Linked DNA regions of Mus musculus: region 2 is linked to region 1. The links are chromatin contacts, called in public Hi-C maps. All regions are on one chromosome and are shown on one strand. Each heading gives the region's core, a stretch centred on a gene start, on an enhancer-like site or on the middle of the called end of the contact. The rest is flanking DNA. Distances are from core to core; before and after follow the strand shown. Region 1 has its middle 17 kb from the start of Gas6. Region 2 overlaps Cfap97d2 (CFAP97 domain containing 2).

Region 1 (6,561 bases), core at 1,874-4,373:
AGCAGCTGTCCCTCTCTGTTTACCAGTTTTCACAAAGGTAAGTTCTTAGCATCCCCAGTGGTGACTCGTGTTGATGCTGTTTTCAAAACTGTCATGAACTCATGAGGTTTGCAGCACCAGGAATGTCTCTATTCACTGCAGACATTCTCCTGGTTCCTTTACTGACGGGAAGGAGGTCATTACATGCTTTGGCCAATGAGAGCCTTCAGTGTAACTTGGTCTTTGTTCCGCATAGAGTTTAATAGGCGATTCTTATGTGTAGTGATGTTCATGACTGGGGGTTTTGAGGATAAAACTCCAGGAATGAGTGATCATGGAAGCTAATTTTTCCACAACAGTAATGCTTTTTAAACAAAAACAAACTCCACAGGCATAGAACACAGATGCTTGCCCTGTCTTCTTGCTACCACATTACTACCTGGACTTCTACACTGTGTCTGTGCACATCACAGGTGTCATTTTGGTCCCCAGGCTTGGGCCTGCCCTGTGCAGACCAGGGGAGGGGTGTGATGACATTTCTCCTTGTATACGCTTGGCTGGAAGTGAATATAAACACTTGTGCCCCTCCTGGGGTTATTAGATTGTTGAAACAACGATCCCATGAAGTTAGAATTATTCCAGGAATCTCACACTGGGACAAGGGAGAGGAGGAAGCCTGTGTTTAGCTAGAGGAGGAATTTGTCTCTCAGAAGACATTTCAAACAATTCTCAGAGCACCTTGCAGGCACATCTAGAGCCTACACATTGATGCAAATGAGGGGTGGACCACACCCTCACCAGGATTTAAACCTCCCTTTATTTAAACCTGAACTTCACTACAGATTGCTCAAGATGGACTTGGGAAGGGGCTTTGGGGTCTGCGGGACACTGAATTCTTCATTTATTCCTCTTCCCAACGTGGCCACATTAAACAATTCTCTTTTCTCTGCATCTCACCATTACTTGTCTGTCTAATCGGTGGACCGAGGATGTGAGGCTGAGTTTAGCTTGTTGGGCTTCCAGGGTCTGGTCTCTGAGGCAATCAATGCTCATAAGAATCTTGGTGAGCCAGCCGGGAGAGGGGTCACATTTTGGGTATCAGTCACTTGTAGCAAGTTGACCCTGAGTAGACAGGAAAGACTGAAAAGTTCCCACAGTGGTGAGATCATTTGTTCTACCACCCAGCCAACGCCTGGTGATGCAGAGACGGGATCGGGGCTGGGTCTCAGACCCAAGAGAATCTGGCCCTGGTGAGTCTCTGTGGTGGGTGGGGCACTCTGAGCACTTCATCCTTTTAGTGCAGGGCTCTGTGGAGCTGCTGTTCACTTTGAATCAATTCGACGACTGTCATTTGGTGACTGTCTTTGTCTTCTGTTTTATTCTGAGCCACTGGGGTTCTGTTGAAGAATTTGGGCATTGCAGTGTTTATGTGACTGGCTTTATCAATTTGCAAGATTTTTGAACTAATTCGGTGACCTGGCGTGACAGGGAAGGTTAACCGGTGTTGGTTTTTTGGGACCCTGCTGAGTCACAGGGGTTTTGTTGAGCCTTTGACAGGAAACCAAGCTGAGGGAATCTCTGTGGTGACCTGTGCAGCCATGGATAACATGAAGTCGGGGTGCTTTGGTGCTCCCTAGGGAGACAGCTAGTTGACAAGGCTGTTACGAGCGTGTGATGGTTTAATGTTCTTTTGTGTCATTTTGTTTCTAAAGGAACATGGGGAAAAAAACCCTCAATCTATCCCTCATTTTCCTGAAAGTAACTAAATAGCGGACCTCTGATAACACATCATTTTAAATTTCTTTGAACTTAGTACAAGGCAAGAGCACCATTACTGGTGAATATAATTTATTTATGCATGAGTATCAGTGTTTGGGAGCAACATAATATATAGAAACTATTGCTTATGCATTATATATAATATGTAATGTTATATATAATTATATATTAAATATGTTATGCATAATATATTACACAGTATGTGTATGTTATATATTATGTAATATAATATATAACACATAATTATGTAATGTATATAATATTCATGGCATATTTACATATATTTTATTTGTATAATATCTAATTATATATTCATTTATGTAAATAAATATCTCAGTCAGGCCTAACTAAAATGTTCACTAACTGAAATGTTAATTTTGAGGTTATTAGCAAAATGGTTTGTGTCTGATACTTTCAATATTAATTTTGGAAACTAAAGCTGAGAAAAATGTTGTTATAGAAATTACAAAATATGTAACTACATTGTTAAATTATGCTTTTGTTAAGGCTTGGAAAAAATTTTAAAATTGCCTTTTAAAGGCAAACTTAAATTTCAAGGATTAATTTTAAGAAAGGCTTATTTCTAGAGACACTTTAATAGTTTCTAGGCTTTGCCCCACATGACATATATATACGTCTTGACAGTATTGAGAAGGGTTAACTGTGCTACTGGGATAATAGTTATTGTTCAACATTAGTTCATTGCAGAGAGATGCTATTGTAAATAATGTTATCAGATTAGATGTTTTAGTATCTAGTTTAGTTATCCCAATTTTATGTTATACTAATACAATTATTTCCTTCTTACTGATTGTATCTTAATAGAGTCAAGGTTTCTTTAAGGGTCTATAGTAAAGTTTTCTAAATGACCACTTTGTAAACAACTATTTTTAGGTGACTTTAGTATGTTTAACCCTATGACTAGAAATGCATAGAAATGTGCACACGAGCTTTATGCACTGTGTAGAAGTTTGTAGAGCTAATATATTATATAATAATATATTTATACAGCATTTTATCATATTTATTATTTTGTAATATTTTATATTGTTTTATAATATAACATTGTAAAATTATTACATTTATTATAATAAGAGTTTAATATATTAAAGTACAAGAATGGACTCTGGGTAGGCTTAACTGAAAAGCCATCTCATCTACAATTCTTAGTTGCTTAATACTGGACAGAAAGGCTTTATTGGTACTAACTCTTTGTCATCTTTCAACATATACATACAGACACACACACACACACACACACACACACACACACACACACCCCATCAGGTAAGATCAGACTGACCAGAACTGACCTCATCCTGGTGACAAGAGACAGATAAACCACAAGACAGATAGTCAGCACAATGTCTTTAGAGAAAACTGCTGAGAGAAAGAAAGGGCAGGACATTTTCTGAATCAAAACAGCACTGGGTGGGCGTGCTGATGCCTGCTTCTGACTCCAGCAGCTGCGGGCCTGATACAGGAGAACAGGTTTGAGGCCAGTCTGTGCTTCATGACAAGACTCCATCTCAGAGCCAACAACAAACACCAAGCAACCTGTGCCAGTCTTTCCAAAGAAAACTGAGTCCAAGGGGTCATGGGGAAATGGTTCTTTCTTACACATGGTCACCTGACACTGTCTTCTAATGTTGGTTCCTGCATGTATTCTGTTTGTGATGTTTCAGACACAGACGTGTTTTAGGAAGTTTCATACCAAATCCCTCAAGCTTGAGATGTGGGGCTGGTGAGATGGTTCATCAGGTAAGGGCACTTGTCACCCAAGACTGACACTTGGGTTCAATCCCCAGAACCCGCTGACACCTCCTGTAAGGTGTCCTTTCGCCCTTACATGTACAGCTTGGCATGTGAGCTCATGCACACACACACACACACACACACACACACACACACACACACACACGCATACACACAGGCAGGCACACACAGAGGCAGGCACACACATGCTCTGTCTAAATAAATAGATTGATAAATGTTAAAACTTTTTTAAAAAAGAAAGATAGAGGGGCAGTGGTGGCGCACGTCTTTAATCCCAGCACTTGGGAGGCAGAGGCAGGCGGATTTCTGAGTTCGAGGCAAGCCTGGTCTATAAAGTGAGTTCCAGGACAGCCAGGACTACACAGAGAAACCCTGTCTCAAAAAAACAAAAAAAACACAAAAACAAAAAACCAAAAAAAAAAAAAAAGAAAGAAAGAAAGAAAGAAAGAAAGAAAGAAAGAAAGAAAGAAAGAAAGGTAGGTAGGTAGGTAGGTAGGTAGATAGATAGATAGATAGATAGATAGATAGATAGATAGATAGATAGAGGTGTAAAAGCAAAGAGCCAGGAATTGCTCCTGGCTGAACAGAGACGTTCTGATGGCAGACATTTGTCCTTTCACTACCAAACAATTGAAACACTGGTTCCCAAGAAGTTGGGATTTCCCCAGGAATCTCCTGCTGGGAGAAGGGAATGCTTGAAGTCAGGTGCCAGCTGGAGTGTGAGCTGGTCCTCAGGATGAGGCTTCGCAGCAAGCTTCTGAGGACTTGTCAGACTACACAGGCGAGAACAGAGCCGAGACAATAATGGACTGGTTATGAGCAGGACCGCACTGTGACTAAAACTACACACACTGCTTGCCTTCTTTTAGCCTATGTCTCACAACAGCACCCCAAAGGTAGCCTTAGAGGGTACAGGGAGCCACTGGGGCTCTTTATGTGGTCTTTTTCCCAATGTGGCCAATTTGAATCACCCACCTTCCTTGATTTTCCCTATCACTGCTTGTTTAATTGATGTATTGAGGGTGGGGCTGAGCCTGGCTTGATAGAGCTGCCTAGTAGGCTCTTGAACATCCTCTGAGGCTGGACCCCAGGAGAAGACAGCCAAGCTTGCTGTGTTCCTGTTCAGTGTTGATAGGAAACCCAGGGTCTGGAGTCCCAGGAATGTTGACAAAGAGCCCAAAGCTCTTCTCTGGAATCCATGCTTAAACATGGAGCCTCGTGAGGGAATGAGACAGCTTGAGCCACCTGTGGTGGTGAGTCTGTGGTCCTTTGGTGAGTCTGACATGTCTCCTGCTCTTGGAACACTCAGGCCCCATCTGCCTAGCGCTTACGAGCCATCTGCTCCATATAAAAATGTCACTCTCCACGTGATGCCTATGTGGGCCCAGGGACTAAGTAGGATGAGGAAATTCCTCTTGACCTGGAGGAAAGGGTTGGAGAATGCGCATGTCTGTATACAACTGTGAGATATGTTCATGATATACGCCACAGTCACTTCCTTCTGGTGCCTCCTGGTGCCTGCTGAGTCTGGAACCTGGCCAACATTCAACAAATATTTATTGAATATTTACTGAATGAAAGAAGCACACCCCTCCAACAGCCCACATTTATTATCTTCCAACTCAGAAGCAAATGTACTTTTTGTATGGTCATAAGGACCTGTGTCTGATGTCCTACTAGTCACATAGAACTAGAGTCTGGCTACATGTGCCTATAGTCCTTATACTGGGGATGAAGGAGGCAGGAGGATCCCTACAGGGCATGCTGTCTAGCCTAGTCCACAAGCTCCAGGTCCAGTCAGAGAGTCTCAAAACCTAAGGTGGAGGACAGTCGAGGAAGACTCCAATGTCAGCCTCTGGTCCCCACATCTATATATACATATGATATTACATTCTTAGTCATCTTTGGATACACGTAGCCCATAGTACAAGGGCTAGACATGACTGGTAGAGGCTCGGGCATGACTCTAGTGGTTCCCATTTCTAGAGGTGCTGCATGCTTAGCACAGGCATAGGTGGTCTGTCTGTCTGTCTGTCTGTCTGTCTGTCTGTCTGTGTCTCAGAAGGACCTGTGCTTACTTGGGGTCTTTTGAAGTCTTTAGACAACCTACATCTCAGTTCCTCATCCAGCCATCTCTGCAAGGACCTTTCCATGCTATAGTGTGACAACCAGGTTCCAGGGCTAGGGGGCACATTGGGACCATGCTGTCTGTTGACACTCTGGAAGCAGACACAACTCTATGATGCAAGGGCAGACACTATTGATTGCTCCTCCAGGACAGTTTACTGGGATTCTGTTGTATATGTAGCACGTGTTTCAAAACCAAGCCCATCCAAGCCATTAGCTATGCCAGCCATAGAAAGCATAAAATGAGAAAACCTGAACATGTATGTTCACATGCACGCAGAACACAAATGTTTAGGTACTGGTTGGCTAGCCTCTGTTTCTGCTCTGGTCTTGGGGAGCTCTAGGCTCAAGGTCACACAGGGCAGTCCCTTCTTTCAGGGATGTGTGGGTAGTGGAAGATGGTGCCAACTCCAGCATCCAGAGGATCGACTCACTGAATAGTGTAATCATGCTGGCTTCTCCCTCCTGTCTCTCTAGCCCAGGCAGCACCCTCCCTCCCTTCTGTGTGTGGGTAGGGAACTGAGATGAACTGGCTTTAGCTGGATTAAGGGCCTATTTAATTCTTGTTGTGTCCTGATCAGGACATGAGGACAGGATGGGGAAATGCATCAAGTGTTTCTCACCTTGCCCCTGTTCAGACAACCCTAATACCTCATATCATGTTAGCTCTAGAGCTGCCAAAGTGTCCTTTATAACGATTTCCTTTATGAACGAATCCTTTATCCTGAAATCCTGTGGGTCGCATGAATGATTTCTTTCTTTCTTTTTCTTCAAGACAGGGTTCCTCTGAGTAGCCCTGGCAGGCCTGGAACTCATTCTGTAGACCAGGCTGACCTCGAACCCACAGAGATCCACCTGCCTCTGCTTCCCAAGTGCTGGGATTAAAGGCATGCACCACCA
Region 2 (6,561 bases), core at 2,412-4,911, 230 kb after region 1:
CAATATCTTACACTTAAGGGATATAGTTTAATGGGTTTGACATGTCCCACACTGAAACCATCTCCTTAGTGACAATGGTGCACACAGCCTTTGCTTCCTATTCCTCTGGTGCTGGGCAGGAATCCTCCTGACAGCCAGGCCCTGGAGGTCACACTGGATGTGGTTGGCTCTGGGACTGCACGCATGTCCTGCAGAGTGACATTGGTTTGTTTTATTGCTGTCTGTTTGTTTTTCAAAGAAAGGGTTTCTACATAGCCCTGGCTTTCCTGGAACTTATTATGTAGACCAGGCTAACCTTGAACTCACAGAGATCTCCCTGCTTCTGTCTCCCGAGTGCTAGGATTAAAAGTGTGCACAACCACACCTGTCTAGATTGGCATTGTTAAGGACAGCATTGTGTCAGCCTTGGGCTGCTGAGTGACACCCTCTCCTAGATGTCAAACTATTCATTTCACCTATCAGTGAGCATTCTGGTTTGTTTTTGGTCACTACTAATAAGGTTACAATGACTGTTTATGTTTTAAAACAACAACAATTTATACTCATGTCTGCAGAGACTAACAACTCAGTAGAAAATAGAGAAAGCAAACAAGTCACCCAGAGAGGGCCCCCCTGAAGGAAAAGGTGGGTCTCCTTGAATATGACACCAGTAAAATCTATGACAGATGTTAAATAGAGACAAAACGAATGCCATTTAAGGGCTCTGTACATTGCCACAAGGACACATTCACACGAGGGAACGTGTAGGATATCTATTGCATCAAGAGAGGGAACTGCCGTATTTGAACTGCACTCACCCCAGGCTGCGCCACACAAGACCCACCTTGGAAGCCCTGTTGGAACTGAGGCTGCCTCTTCCCACAGTGGTCTTTCTAAAATATGCCTGGGACTGTGGTCGAGCATTTAGCACTCTCAAGACACCTTAGGCTCTTCAGGCCTCTGGCTGCCATGCTTCTCCCCATGGGCGCTGGGCCTTCCTCCTCTTCTCACTGTCAGCCCTCCTCTCCTTCTGAGGTTCTGTTCAGCATTGCCTCCTGGATGTCATCTCAACTCTCCCTTAGGAGCCTGGCATCTTCACCTCATGAGCTCCGGGCCCACTCCCTGGTAGACAGGGATGGGGAGGAACGTTTGTTGAATGTCTCTCGATGGGAAGCAAACAAGAGCCCAGATATTAGCTAGAGCCTGCCAGGCCTGAGGACACATGGGCTCCCTTTGGGAATGCAGAGTAAGCTCTCTGTCCCATAATCTTGGTCTACGAAAGAATGTGTGTATTCCTTTCTGGAGTCTAAACAGGAAGAGCAGAGAACAGGCATTTATGAAGGTGCAGAAACAAAATCAAGTCTTCCCAGAGAGACTCAGAAGCTCAGAGCCCCGGTACAGAGCACAGAGACGGCGGGAGGACAGGGCTGCCGTGGCCAGCCATCCCTGCAAGCGCAGACACACCTGGAGAAAAGGTACCTGCAGTACTTTCCTGACGCCTGTGCCCTGGACAACTCACCACCTGACCCTGCCTGCCCTCGGGGGTTGGGGATGAGTTGGCACAGAGTCAATGACACAGACCCCAGGAGCAAGTGAGAAACACTGCAGCAAGCTCATCTGAGCACTGCTGCAAGCTCCTTTAGTACCCTCCACCTATGTCCCATTGGTGAGAAAGCATCTCTTCTAAACAGCAGTTCCTGATTGGCTGGCATTCTCTGTGCCAGGAATCCTTGGTCTCTCAGGCAGTCCTCAGTTAGGTTCTCCTGCAGGAGATGCTTTTGTGGCTGCGCCCCCCACCCCCACCCCCTTGGTAAGCCCGCCCATAGAGGTAACCTCACTGCTGCTGTTCCTACTACACTTTCTTGTGAATGTACAGCTATCTAAAGTTCCTGACTCCATCAGAGTCACTTGGTGTGTGCTCCCGGATTCTTGGCTGTCCACTGCCTTAGGTACATTACTCAGTGGGTAAATGTTTCAAATCATGGAAGCCATAGTGAAGCCTGGGGGATTCTCCCTTCTCCCTTCCCAAATTTATTTATACAGAGATAAAAATGAGTTCGGCTGATTGATTATAGGTTCAGGGGAGAGTCTGGTGAAATTGGTGACTCGATCAGATTGTATCCATCAAACCTCAGTATGAAACTGTGTGATGACCTGAAGTAGCTGTTCCACTCAGAATCCAGGACCAAAATTACATAAATAGCCAGGAAGAATTTGCCAGAAAACTTAATACTCTAAACCCTTCCTCTCCACCTAACCCAAATCACTGGCAAATTCCTAATTGAAAGTTAAGAGCAATTCAGTTCTGTTGTCATCATCCTTACAGATGTCTCAATGAATCAATTATTAGGGGTTTTAAATTGTCACTCACTGTCCTTATGCAGGATGCTGTTTTTAGAACCAACCAAGTCTCTTCTAGGGGAAAATACAGATACCAAATTAAGTATGCTAGGACACAGTTCCTGCCCTGATCAAGACCCAGCCCAAAGATTCCCTTCCTCAGACCTCCTCCCAGTGACACCTGGCCTCTTAGTCCCCACTGTCCCCATAAGCACTAAACTTAGCTCTTATACGACTTCCGAGCACATGACCCTCCTGTTACTTGCTTGAACATTTCTTCTAAGTTCCTGCGCCATTGGGACAAGCACATTTGCAGAGATGTATAAGAGAAAGCAATTACTAATTAGCAAAGCACTAGGGAAATTTAATCCACTTTTAACTTCATTGAGAGCCTGAACGTTTTGTTTCAAACCTTGGTTAATTACAGAGCATTAGCATTTGCTGCTGTAGAAAATAAGTCATTGACATTGTGTAAATGAGTTATCAAAGGATGTTTTTAAAGACAGGATTTCACTATGTAGGTCAGGCTGGTCTTGAACCCAAATCCTTCTATCTATCTCCGCCTCCCAATTGCTACAATTACCAGCATGCATACCCTGCCTGGATTCAAAACTAATTTTTTTATTTTTTCCCCCAAGTATATTGGAAGTTTAAAAAAATTTTTTTTAAAAAGTATTGCTACCTTTGCCAAACATTTGTTTATGTCTTATTGTTAACGTTTCTGCTTTGGTTTTATTCAAGGATGCCTTTAAGGGCAAAGATGACTTTTTCTTTTCACCGAGTCCAGAGTTTTTACTGAGTACTGTGTTTTCTCTCCTGATTCTGCTGGCTGTTTGTCTCGTTATCCTCCCGTCCTTTCCACACGGTTGATTTTTTCGAGGCTGTCTTTTTTTTCTTCCAGTGAAAATGTCTAGAAAATACTTGGAAGAAACTCCCCACTCAGCCTCTCATTTTCTCATTGGGATATCTTGCTCTCTCTCCTTTACATAAAGGAAATGGTGAAGCTGCTGAGAGAGGGAGAGGCTAAGACAGAGACATAAGGGACGGCTATTCTGCTTGGAAACCGTGCCCTGCAGCTACCACCCACAGCCCACACTCCATGTGGGATGTTGCCAGCTTGGCTCTTGGACAAGTACGCCCTACAAGGGGTGGGTGGGGGTAGGGGAACTTCTTCAGGGCAACCCCACCTCCTCCAGTGTTCACCTCTGGGCCTACGGGTGATTTGTCAGAGGCTCTGGAGTTTTTTCCTTTTCGTGAAAGACAGGAAACAGCTGTGCTGTGGTGGGGAGGCAGCTTCCTGCTAAGAGCCTTTCAGGCCATCTTAGGCATTTCCAGAACCTTAGCTCTGTGTGTCCACGGGAGAGAGTGAGGGACACAGGCTGCACCAGATAAGGAAGGCCTTCTTCTTAGGTGACTTGGCCTTTTGTTGTTTAGTTTTTGAGACAGGGTCTTACCCTGTAAAGAGGCTAGCTTTGGACTCCCAGAGATCTGCCTGCCTCCGTTTCTCAAGTCCTGGGATGAAAATTGTGTGCCACGATGTCTTATAGGTGCCTCAACCTTTCATAGAAGTAAAATTTTACACACACACCTAAAATTCTGTTATCAGAAAATGGCAGGTGTGAGAAGGGATAGGACTCCACTTTATAGGACTAGAAACCTGGAATGCACCCTGATGGCTGGCTAGCTTCATCTAGAACTTTTGCTGGCCCTGACCATCTCACCGGCATGCCAGAGAAGACAGCCCTCTCCTAGACACCTCGGCAGCTTTTCCCACATTGCTGCTTGCTCCCTACCTCCAATAAAAGAAAATGCTCTGCTACCAGGAGGCTATCTATAAAAGCATCCACTAACACACTGGCCATCCTGGTGCTTCCTGGCATAGGTGAGTGGAAGTGCATAGCCTCTACCATCTCCACACGGACACCAGAAAACAAACAAAACCCAGAAATTATCAAAATGATAAAGCCAAATAAACGAACTCCTCCTGAATGGTGGAGCAGTAGACACACTCTAAGCTCTTCAAGACAGCCCCATGGTCCCCAGAATCAGTAAAGACAGATGGACCTTATCTCCTGCACCCACATGCACCCCTGTGAGGGTTAAGTGAGCAGCATTTGCCAATAGACTATAAAGTTCCCGACCCTGGAAAAAAACAACAAGTTTTAGTTTCTGTCCTTCATCACCATATACTTCTATCATATGGAGCCAAAAATCTGGAGTTCAGGTGATACCTTGAAGCCAATGGTCAGTCTCAACAATAGAACTAAATAGCAGAAATTGTTTGATCATTTGACGACATGTACACCCAAGGAAGATACACAGATGACCAATGAGCACATAAAAAAGACCCATCCAGCATTGCTGGGGAAGTGGGAGTCAGTACTAGTGAGATACTTCACACTTCTTCACACTTCACACTTGACAGTCACTGAGCCGACTGGAACCGCAGATGATGCTTGGAGATGCGTGTGAGGTGTGTGGAGAAACCCGGAGATGCTATGGTGATGCGCTTACTTTGAAAACATTGCTGATTCCTCTAAAAATATTAGACAGCAAGTGCACGCCCGAGTAGAGGAGAGAACCGGGGCCACAAACACACATGAAATGGTACACACACCCATATCTGGATAGCATTTTAACACTAGTGTGCACACTGGTCATGAGCAGACAAAAAAGAGGCGTATCTGCCAATGGAATATTATTCTACCATAAAAACATGAGGTCTTAGATTGCTACCTCATGGATGAAGCTTAGAGGCATCAGTGAAAGAGCCAGATGCAGAAGGTCACGTGTAGGTGATGCCCAGACAGGTGACCCTGGTTCCTGGAAACTAGGACGGAAGACTTGGGGGGAAATAGTTAAGGATTATGGTTTGTGAAGTGTTGGTGATTATAATGTTCTCAAATTATGTTGTAGTTATAGCTATACATCTATTAATATCTCTAAACCACAAAAGCATCCACTTTAAAGGGAGGCTTTTATAATATAGTGTTACTACACGTCAGCCCAAGCACTATAAAATAAAGATATGAGCCAGCATGGTGCCAAACACTGGGAGAGAGAGGGCAGTAGGATCTGGGATTCAAAGTTAAACTCAACTATGTAGGAAGTTCAAGGCCAGCCTGGGCTATGCGAGACCTTGTCTCAAACGAACACAACCTCACACAACAACAACAAAAGATTATGTAGTGTATTCTAAAAATAAAAATTCAAGGGAGGTGCTCCATCCTCCATGCATTCTGGAGAACTGGCCTGCTTTCCTGCTCTTGCCTAAGGAATGTGACTGTTCCTGTCCCACAGGAGCTGAGAGGGACGGCCACAGCCTCATCTGGACGCGCAGCCTGAAGCCAAAGGGGTGAGGGTCAGAACCCATCCACTGAAAGGAGACCAGGGCCCAGATGCTCCGATGAGGCCTTCCTGTGTCTCCTTGGGGTGGGGTGGGGATGGGGGTGGGGGTGTGCAGGTCTTGGGGCTGGTGGCCTCGCATCTGAGGCTGGCTTCATGGCCTCCAGGGACCGTCATGGGCACTGTGATGCAGCACTCCGGAGCTGCTCGGTCACAATCTTCACCAGATGACATAGCACAGCTATTTATTGTGTTTCTTGGACTGATAACCAAAAACAAAATATGCAGAGTAACACTGGACTTTCTTTTCTAGCTGTTAATACTTTTCTGAGTTACCATGAGTTTGGGTGATTGTATGTAATTCTCTTAAAAACAAAAACAAAAACAAAACAAAACAAAGAAAAACAAACCAAAAACCTCTCTGTGACTCTCAGTTTACCAAATATGTAAATCAATCAACTTGAGATCTTTAACCCGGATCCAGAATACAAGACCCAAAAGGTAAGAACCCAGTGAGTCCTGCAGAGCAACTAAGGAGTGTCTGAGAGTCCCTGTCTCTAGGTAAGATCACATTTCAGTTATATAACAATGAGCTGCTGGCCTATCTGCCTCAGATGTAACGAAAAAAGACCTCTTGCACACTTTCATCTGTTCATCCAGCAAAGGCCTATGGGGCTTCTGGCCATGGACGTGAGGAAGAAGCATGTTCTGTGTAAGCCGGGATCAGCCATTTCAGAGGAGAGAAGTCCAATTATCCTGTTATGAGTGTGTGTGTATGTGTGTGCATGTGTGTGTGTTTGTATGTGTGTATGTATTGTGTGTGTTTGTATGTGTGTGCATGCGTTTGTATGTGTTTATGTGTGTTTGCATGTGTGTGTTTGTATCTGTATTTGTATG

What was found. A called contact is a pair of places that touch in the nucleus more often than the background predicts.
Region 2: a Hi-C map of bone marrow-derived macrophages shows a contact between it and region 1, with 25 read pairs. The contact joins two enhancer-like sites. A contact is called at or near these places in 1 of 484 Hi-C or Micro-C datasets (bone marrow-derived macrophages) and 1 of 115 datasets of contacts at active chromatin or transcription factors (microglia).

What each region holds. Positions count from the first base shown.
Region 1 is chr8:13,507,973-13,514,533 of GRCm38.p6, forward strand. No RefSeq gene overlaps it. Among named protein-coding and RNA genes, the nearest start is that of Gas6, 17 kb to the left of the region's middle. Within about 2 kb of position 3,124, at least 7 of the 459 cell types and tissues checked have an H3K27ac peak or open chromatin away from gene starts, as enhancers often do. A contact at or near this core is called in bone marrow-derived macrophages, where this site is marked.
Region 2 is chr8:13,737,035-13,743,595 of GRCm38.p6, forward strand. It overlaps Cfap97d2 (CFAP97 domain containing 2), which reads left to right. Exons shown (of 4, transcript NM_001101519.1): 4 at 5,620-6,032. The coding sequence ends at 5,626. The region is part of intron 1 of Gm46032 (a long non-coding RNA gene); the gene reads right to left. Among named protein-coding and RNA genes, the nearest start is that of Cdc16, 17 kb to the right of the region's middle. Within about 2 kb of position 3,662, at least 96 of the 459 cell types and tissues checked have an H3K27ac peak or open chromatin away from gene starts, as enhancers often do. A contact at or near this core is called in bone marrow-derived macrophages, where this site is marked.